2 separate regions of the Mus musculus genome follow, and region 2 is linked to region 1. Evidence: chromatin contacts called from public Hi-C data. All regions are on one chromosome and are shown on one strand. Each heading gives the region's core, a stretch centred on a gene start, on an enhancer-like site or on the middle of the called end of the contact. The rest is flanking DNA. Distances are from core to core; before and after follow the strand shown.

Region 1 (4,869 bases), core at 2,334-4,833:
ACTTGACGTTCTCTACCGGGGCTTGCCCTCAGGCTGGAAGGTGCTCTTCAAATTCCCTCTAAGGCCACAAGGCTGGTGTATGGAGGTCAGTAAACAGCACTTTACAATCCCCATCTCGCAACTGGCCTGCACAGCACGCGCTCAGTACCCTGTGTGAGAAGCATCATACACCAGCCCCTGAGTTGAAAATCCATGTTCACGTGAACTTCAGAGCCCAGCTCCACCCTGCTTCTTCAAAGCTGGGTCACATGATCTCACAGGATGGGGGGTGAGGGTGGGGGGAAGGGTACTTACAGTTCCTTTGTGCAGGTTTTTCTCCTGCCTCCCCCCCCCCCCCCACAAGAGGTTCCCGGACTTCAAAAGTCAATAGAACATACTCCTCAGTTCCCACTGCAAACATTGCATAAGCAGCTCACTTGGTTCGATTTTACACTTAAGGCGATCCCAGCCCAGAAGGTGGGCATAGAATGGAATGTAAAATCTTTCACCTGGGTGCCTACATTTTTACATTATATTTTCTAATTCAAGGAAATTCAAGCCGGGCATGGTGGTGCACGCCTTTAATCCCAGCAGAGGCAGGCAGATTTCTGAGTTCAAGGCCAGCCTGGTCTACAGACGTTCCAGGACAGCCAGGGCTATACAGAGAAACCCTGTCTCAAAAAAACCAAACAAAACAAAACAACAAAAAAGGAAAATCAAAAATCAGTCATGGCGCACACACATGCATACACACACACACACACATGCACGTACACCCCTGCTTTTCTTTAAGTTCTCTCTAGGCCCGAGAGCTGGCTTAGCAAGTAAAGGGCCTCACTACCAAGGCTGAGAACCTGAGTTCAATTTCCCGGGAAAAACTGACTTCTGAAGGCTGCCCTCTGACCTCCACATGTCTGCTGCACACATGTGGGTCCTCCTATATACATACACACAGATAGATAGATAGAGACAGAGAGAGAGATAGACAGATACAACATGAAAATACAAGTTCTTCCAAGGTGTATAATCTGTCAAAAAAAGCCAGGCATGAACATGAACACGAACATGGCCAAAGTAGAGGCAGGCAAATCTTTGTGAGTTCAGCCTGGTCTACAAAGGTGTCTCAAACCAAACAAAATCCACCACCATTACCACCAAAATAATGAAGTTCAGCAGGACAGTGAGGAGGGGGCCCCTTTAATCCCACCTCTCAAGAGGCAGAGGCAGGCAGATCTCTGAGTTTGAGGCTGCCTGGTCCACACAGATCAAGTTCTAGGACAGCTAGGGCTCTGTTGCATAGAGAAATCCTGTCTCAAAACAAAACAAACCAGTCCAAGTGGCTCCTAGGGACTTATCAGCTATCAACTTATCAACTCCTTATAAGTCCTAGGGACTTATCAACTTATCAACTCCTGCTGATTAGCTGTAGGGTCTTAGACAAGTTGGTCTGTGTGCTTTAGTTTCCTTCTCTGTAAAACAGATGGTGAAGAATAAGTTAATAAAATGAATACAGTGCCTTCATCCCAGACTCGGTCCTCAATAAAGGAGTAGGGGGTAATATCACTGTGGATAAAGTGAAAACCTGAGTTCAATTCCCAGAAGCCACATAAAAACGCCACTTATGGTGGCACGCACACGCACGCGCGCGCGCGCGCGCACACACACGCACACACACACACACACACACACACACACACGCAATCCTGACCCTGGGAGGTCTACTACGTCTCAAAAGAAGTGGGCTGTGCTCTTGAGGATGACACTTGAGAGGTTGGACTCCGGCTACCACATGCTTGGGTACACATGAATACACACACATGAGAAATAAAATGAAAATTTAAGAAGTTTAACAGAAGGGAAAAACAGGTACTTCAAAGAAACAGCCACTCTGAGCTAGCCTCCAGGTTTAGTGAACGGCATCTGTGAACTATTGATAGGCAGTGGCCCTTATTATTTAATCCAGTTCCACATGCCCACCGTTGCTTTTGCTTTAACAGAACTTTTAATATCATATTAGAGGTAATATGAATTCCCTTGTTTCCTTTTTCAGTGAGTATTTATTATTTACTATCATCCCATAGTACTGGATACTGGCTACAAAGAAGCATATTTAGCTTGGTTCCTCACTCAGCAGTGTGACTACAGAAGGCTTTAATCCACCTCCCACTCCCACCTCTACCTCCTTAGTTAGGGGTGTGTGTGTGTCTGCCTGGGAGTGCAGGTAGGTAGCTGAGAAGGCCCAGAGTTGGGGTATAAGCAGGTATAACCTGATGTGGGAATTGAACTCTAACCCTCCGGAATAGTAGTTCCCCTTAACCACTAAGCCATCTCTCCAGTCCTAATAACTCTTTAACTTACTGCTTCATTATGGTCTGTTTCCCCCTGCTCAAATATTTTACAAAATCAGTTTGTCTTTCGACCATCACTGCTGCCTTTTCCACCCCGGGCCCCTGCACTGCTCCCACAACTAAGTGTACAGGCTTGACTGGACAAACTCAGAATTTCTACCCTCTATTATATTTTCCAATAAAGAGTCCAGGGGCAGCGTTGGGAGGGAGGCATCACATGATGTCACTAGAAATACGAATTTTATAGGAGACAAGGATCAAGAATCATGAAATTCATTAGAACAATGGAAACCCTACTTTGTAAATGAATGTTATGAGAAGGAGAACTAGCTTTTGTCTCGTTAGTGGGGGTGGGGTGGGGAGGGGAGGTGGATGGTACTTCTAAGACCAGAGCAGGATTGACAGGGATTTGGAAGGCCAAACTGGGCTACAGAGTGAGGCTGCCTCAGCCCGCTCCCAACCAAACTTCAAACGAACAAAGGGAGAAAGGCCAGTGACGATACAAGGCATAAATCAAAATAAGTCCCGTGCCTATTCCTTCAATCCGTGTTGGATGCAGACCTGCTGTCTATCCTATTGTTTTATTTTTTGCTTTTATTTGTTTACTTTTTTCAGACAGGGTTCAATAAATCCAGGCTAGTCTTAAATTCGCAATCCTCCTCCGTCCATTGAAATCTCAAAGCCCTTGAGCGCTGCAATATATGCCCGCTTGATGTTCACCCAAGAAACTTTAGTGAACTTCAGCACACGGTTCGCCTTGTGAGTGTTTTAGATTATCCCAAAACACGAAATGCAAGGAGAAACAAAGTTGTGCGGAGGGGTTAAGTTTCATCAAGACTAGTACCTTCGGTCCCAACCTAGTCAATTCCACGTTCCAGCAACCCGCCCAATCCACCCCCGGGGGTCTCCTCGAGTGGGCTCAGGGCTCACCGCAGTCCTTGAAGTGCAGGGGCTCCGCCTGGCTGGCAGCGACCAGCGCCAGCAGCAGGATCGTGGCGGCCAGAAAACGCATCGTGGATATGAAAGCTCTGCAATCTAGGAAGGAAAAGCAGCCCGAGCAGTCACAAGATAAACTTGTCCCGGACCGAGGGTGGAGCCAGATCAGGCCACTTGTGAGCAGTAACCAGCGAAGGCCCGCCCGCGCCCCGCCCTGGGCTCCGGGGCCGCCTGGCCTGCAGCTCGCCCTTTATCTCCGCCCATCTCTTCCGCTTCCAGGCAGGGCCTACGGAGAACTCGCTCTTTGCGTTCGCCCCGCTCTATTGGTACCGACCCACTTCGGCAAGTGGAAGCGTTCTCTGTCAATCAAAGCCCTCTTATCTCGCTATACCCAATAGGCACGCTTGGGGGCGGAGGCTCGATGCAGCCCCGCCCCCTTCTCCCCTCCTCCGGAAGCCCAGGCTAGGCGGGGATTTGGACCATGCTAGGGGCGGAGCTTGCGGAGTAAGATGGCGGCCTCCAGGGCCTTGTCCCTAACTGCCGAGGCGGTCAGGGCTGTCATTCCTAGGCGCTCGGGAAGGTATCGAGGGTGGAACGTCACTTAGGAAGGGTGTTGGGTTCTGCGTCTTCAGGATAGATGGGAGGCTAAATCTCACGCGGGGTGGGGTGTGGGGTGAAGGCTTGGCAGTTCAGAAGAAAGTGTCCCCAGATTTGGGTACGAGGTGTCCATAGAGGGTCATCTGGTGCCATTTCCCGGGTTCGTCTCCCTTCTTTACATCGCAGGCTCCTCGCCGTCTTTCCCAGGCTTTTGACCCGCTGGGAAACAACATCTTCCATTCCAGAGGCTGGCGAGGGACAGATCCGCCTCACAGACAGCTGCGTCCAGGTAGGAGGTCGGACGCGGGGCGGCGGTGCCCAGGAGGGCTCTAGAAGACTTCCTAGTCACCCGTCCCGTTATCTCCGCTTGCTTGGCATTCTTGATCCTCTTTCCTGAATTTCAGAGGCTTCTGGAAATCACCGAAGGGTCAGAATTCCTCAGGCTGCAAGTAGAGGGAGGTGGATGCTCCGGATTCCAATACAAATTTTCACTGGATACAGTTATTAACCCCGACGACAGGCAAGGAGGACGGATGGGTCGCTAGAGGCTGTATCAGAGGATAAAAGTGGCCCCAATTTATTCCAAACTTCCAAGCGTCTAAGTCTGCTTAACACTACCACCCTCTCCGTTCTGTGAGGATACAGCAAAGATTTGTCCTCTTGTTTAAAAATAAGGAAGAACATTGACTTAGCGTCCGTTAGGTAGTCAAGTTGAGAAAGGCTGAACTAGGGCTGGAGAGATGGCTCAGCGGTTAAGAGCACTGGCTGCTCTTTCACAGGACCTAAGTTCAGTTTCCAGCAACCACATAGTGGCTCACAACTATCTGTAGTGAGATTTGATGCCTTCTTCTGGTGTGTCTGGGGAGAGCAACGGTATACTCACATAAAATAAATGAATAAATAAGTGTTTAAAATATATATATACACCAAGGTTCCACCCTAAGAAAAAGGCTGGACTAGTTTCAGTCCGAGCCCTTAAATAATCCTTCTGTTTTTTTTTACGTTGAAT
Region 2 (4,315 bases), core at 189-2,688, 2.4 Mb after region 1:
ATGCACCTAATTTATTAATTAGCTTCACAGTAATTTATTAGTTTCCTATAGGAGCAGCCCTGTCAGTGTGTTTGCTTGCTCTTGAGTAAGATCCACTTGTGACACCTTCTATGCTAAGTTTCTGTTTGGTGATATAGAGAAGATAAAACATCCCTTCCAGCTAAAGATCAAGTAACTCTGTGAGCTTGGGAAATGGAATTGAACCAAGCCTCAAGCCACCATCTGTATCATACAAAGTAAGGCCTAGAAAATAATTCTCACAGGATAACACCAGACCTGTTGCTCAGAATCTGTGCCGCCATCTCCCGATACCCAAACTATCCTTACTCTATAGGAATCTTTTTCTTTGAAAATCACGCTTTGGGAAAATTATGTTCTACGAATTTACTAATTTCTCAGCCAAGTTCAAAGAACCTCTGAGTATCACCATTTTAAAGCCAGGTGACTAGAAGACATGAGGACAACTCCTGCAAACTCCGAGTGTGGGACCCCCACCAGGGCAAACCTATTCTCCGAGGTTTGACACACCGGAAAGCTTTCCCCAGCCACCCCCTACTCCCCTCGAAATACAACTGAGTTTCTCTACCGCCAAGGACCTGTCGTGCCTCCGATGAATCCCGCCCACTTCGCGCCCTCAAGCCAATCAGAGGGTGGCGTCACTCCCTCTCAGTTGCCATGGTGCCCGCCAAGTCCTTTCCGCCACTTACCAGATGTGAGCAGGCTGGTCCAGCCGGTGAAAGCGGGTGGCAAAGGACAGCAGCGTCACCACAGCCAACGTGGCCCACCACCCTGCCGCCTGGAAGCGCCGCGAGCTCCAAGCAGGCCGTTTAAGTTTCCGTGCTGCAGCCTGGGGGACCACGTCTCGGCTCACGGCTCTGGCAGCCTGCGGCACACAGCGGCCCCTACGGGGACGCAGCTCGGAGCCCGCTAGGCCACCGCCTATGGCCGGCGGCATCCTCCCCTTCCGAAGGATCACCCTCCGGGCCGGAGGCACGCCGGGTCTTGTCCGCTGCCCCGTCAAGGGGTCATAAGAAGGCGTCTCGAGGTGCCATGGGATTTGTAGTTCCCTCCGTTTGCCGCGGAGCGCCGGGCCCCGGGCTCTGGGCGGGGCGGAAAGTGTGGTGGCCGCCCGGGCAGCTAAGAGGCGGCCTGAGGCGTAGAGCATTGCGGGAGGCGGAGGGAAACCAAGGACTGACAAACTCGAGTCGGCTCATGAACTACAACTCCCAGCAGCTCAGGGGGCGGGGGCGGGGCCAGCCCGAAGGAGGGAGGCCATCTAGTCCAACCTTCGCTCTCTGGACCCCGCTAGGCCTCAGTCATCTTCTAGTCCCGAGAGCTGACTTTCTTGGCCGGCCGACCGGGCGAGATGCAAGCCGGGAAGGTCTGTGCCCCACGTCCGGGGATGAGGGTCTCTCCTGAGAAACGCGGAGAAGAGCTGTGGGGGGGGGCGGGGCTGAGAGCTCGCTTCTTCGCGTGGCGCCACAACGACTCCCGGCGTGCACCTCGGCGCCCGCTCACTCTACACCTGCGCGCTGGCCGCTGAACCTTATGGTGGTGGTAGATTGGGCCGGGAAGGCTAAACTTGGAAGCTTTTGAGGGGCGTCCAATCGCGCTTTTCCCTGCTTCGGGTAGACAGACCTCTTCTAGGGCTTTCAAACATGGTTCCCTACTTTGCAGTTTCGCGGCGCCCTTCGTATGTCTCTCAGGGGACCTGGTGGTCCAGGCATGCACCAAAGGCAAGGGGGAAAGATGTGACTCTTTAACGACGTTAATAATCACTTGTAGTATCTGCTCAGGTTTCTAGTTTTGTCGGTTTGGCTCTAAGAAACGATCTTGCTGTGCAGCCCAACCTGACTTTGAACTTTGACTCTCCCGCCCCCGCCTTCCAAGTGCTGGGATTCCAGGCTGTGGCATATGGAGCGTCCAGGGTTTAAGTCGAACTTCTTTAGTCCACCCTAGAGCCATTTGTATTTAAGCCATTGCTGGAATGGAGCTGCGAGTGTGTTTTATAAGAGACTTAAAATTGAGTCTCTTAGGAGGGCCGATATGTAGGAAGGCGGCACATTAGATGCAAAGGACATTGCATCCGGTTAATATAGATTTTCCACATACAGATGTGATTTTTCAGGATTTTAATCATGTAAGAAATGGTATAAAAACAGCTAGGGATGTACGCAACTCTGACGTAGCTCCTAGCATGGGCCGAGTCTCCCACAACAGAAAAACTGCAAATTTAAAGTCGCCAGAATGCATGTTTGAGTTGGAAACATGATCCTTCCCGGTGCTAATTAAACGGACATTCTACTTGATATTAAAAAGTAGCTGTTCAAGTGCAAAAATCGCCAGGTGGTTTGCTGTTAGTGCTTAGCTGTGATTTCTCTCCCTGTTTATCTAAAAGCACATAGGAGACAAGCCTCCAGATGCTCTGCAGAGAGGGTTAGGATTGTCTTTATCAGGTTAACTGATGTGGGAGAGTGACACCATTCCCTGGGTTGGGTCTGGCTGGGCCCATAATAAGGGGGAAGTCAGCCAAGCACCAACACACAGCATTGTTCTGTTTCATGCTGTGGATGCATAGGTTACTTACCAGCTGTTTCAGGCTGCTCTTCCCCCAAACCCCACCCCACCCCCACCCCAGGTGACTTACTACATCTTGAATTATAAGCCAAAATAAACCACTCTTCTTTAGACTGCCTTTGTTGGGGCATTTTATCATAGCAGCAGGAAAAGAAACTAAAATGATATATAAGAAAAAAAAATAATAATAGATGTAGGGTAAGATTCCAGCTGGGTGATGGTGATGCATGCCTTTAATCCCAGCACTCGGGAGGTAGAGGCAAGCGGATTTCTGAGTTCGAGGCCAGCCTGATCTACAAAGTGAGTTCCAGGACAGCCGGGGCTATACAGAGAAACCCTGTCTCGAAAAAGCCAAAAAAAAAAAAATTCTGTTTCCTGCTGAAGGGCCATGGGGTGTCGCGCCCACCTCAGCCAGCAAGGAAGACACGACATGGTCAGATTCTTCTCAACAGCCTTTATTGCAGGAACACCTCGATGCTGCTACCGGGACAGGGCACCCAGGGAGGGCTGCTTATATACACCCTAGCACAGGAGAAGGCTCCATGGCCCCCCAGGATTGGTCAGTCTGCCTGCATCTAATTTGCATGTACCTGCTCAGGAGGGGTCAGGCTAGCACCTGCGCAATGGTGTTGTTTACCACAAAGGCACACAGAAAGCCTGCGCCATCTTAGAGTTGGCTTCCTACATCTCCCTCTTTTTTCTTTAATGAAATGAGGCTGGTCTAGGCCTGGGCAAATCTGTCCATGGCCAGGGCTCCTGTCTTAGGTCGATCCTCTAGTATCACAGCCTTACCCATCATAGGGTTATCCTATGATGGCCTCCAGGCCCCTTCTCTTAGGTTGGTCTGTGCATGAGGAAAGTTGCCCGTCTCTGGATACCATGGATCTGTGTGACTACAACTGCCAAATGACCTAGGGCGGACTCTTAATTTTTTAAAGAGGCCAGCCAAATATTGGGAGATGCACCATCTTCAATTGCCAACAAAGCTTGGTAGACCACTGCTTTATGTTGAGCATACTCTCTTTTTAGTTGACACAATAGCCAGATGCAGAAGACACACCCCAGGAGGACCACTGTCCCCCAGGCCAACATTCCTGCCCACTCCTTTAAAAAGGAGAAGGCATTGGTGATCCAGGAGGTGAAGTCTCCCAGGGTGACAGGGTCGGGTCGAGTGCTGTTGAGTTTGGCAATCTGGAGGAGCAACTTTCTGCTCTGCTTTGGCTGACCAATTTCCTTTAAGATAAGCAATTTTCATGTCAGCCTTTCTGGTACCCAAATTGGATGTTCTTTATCCTGTGGAAAAACACAAACAGCTCCCCTAGATCTCGAAATAACGGGATCTGGGCCATACCATTTACCAGTTAAGACATCTTCCCATTTTACATCATGTTGAATTACAGGCGAGGTCATGGCATGCCTGTCTGCAGCCGAGCGACCATGATCATCCAAAATTTAAAAATTTAAGGTAAATAAAGCTAAAGATAATTGTTCTTTGGGTGCTCGTCCGTAGGCAATTCCCTCTTTTTGTTTTTGTAACAGTTCTTTCAAGGTGCGATGTGCCCTTTCCACAATACCTTGGCCTTGTGGGCTATAGGGAAGGCTGGTGGTATGACTAACTTGCATAGTTTCGCAGAAGACTTGGAAGGATGTTGATGTATATGCAGGTCCATTATCAGTTTTTAAATTAGCTGGGTTTTCCCAAGCTGCCCATGAGTCTAAGCAATGGCTAATAACATTG

The links. Hi-C and Micro-C count contacts between places; a contact is called where the count stands out from the background.
Region 2: a contact with region 1 is called in a Hi-C map of B cells, with 5 read pairs. The contact joins the promoter of Pomt2 here to the promoter of Npc2 in region 1. A contact is called at or near these places in 1 of 39 promoter capture datasets (liver) and 1 of 484 Hi-C or Micro-C datasets (B cells).

What each region holds. Positions count from the first base shown.
Region 1 is chr12:84,769,529-84,774,397 of GRCm38.p6, forward strand. Npc2 (NPC intracellular cholesterol transporter 2) reads right to left here and starts at 3,584. Exons shown (of 4, transcript NM_023409.4): 1 at 3,258-3,584. The coding sequence starts at 3,339. Isca2 (iron-sulfur cluster assembly 2) reads left to right here and starts at 3,742. Exons shown (of 4, transcript NM_028863.1): 1 at 3,742-3,843; 2 at 4,047-4,149; 3 at 4,265-4,380. The coding sequence starts at 3,773.
Region 2 is chr12:87,146,464-87,150,778 of GRCm38.p6, forward strand. It overlaps Pomt2 (protein-O-mannosyltransferase 2), which reads right to left and starts at 1,439. Exons shown (of 21, transcript NM_153415.4): 1 at 708-1,439. The coding sequence starts at 1,165. Gstz1 (glutathione transferase zeta 1 (maleylacetoacetate isomerase)) reads left to right here and starts at 1,244. Exons shown (of 9, transcript NM_010363.4): 1 at 1,244-1,381. The coding sequence starts at 1,367. It overlaps Gm6566 (predicted gene 6566), which reads right to left. Exons shown (of 3, transcript NR_136901.1): 3 at 3,012-3,870.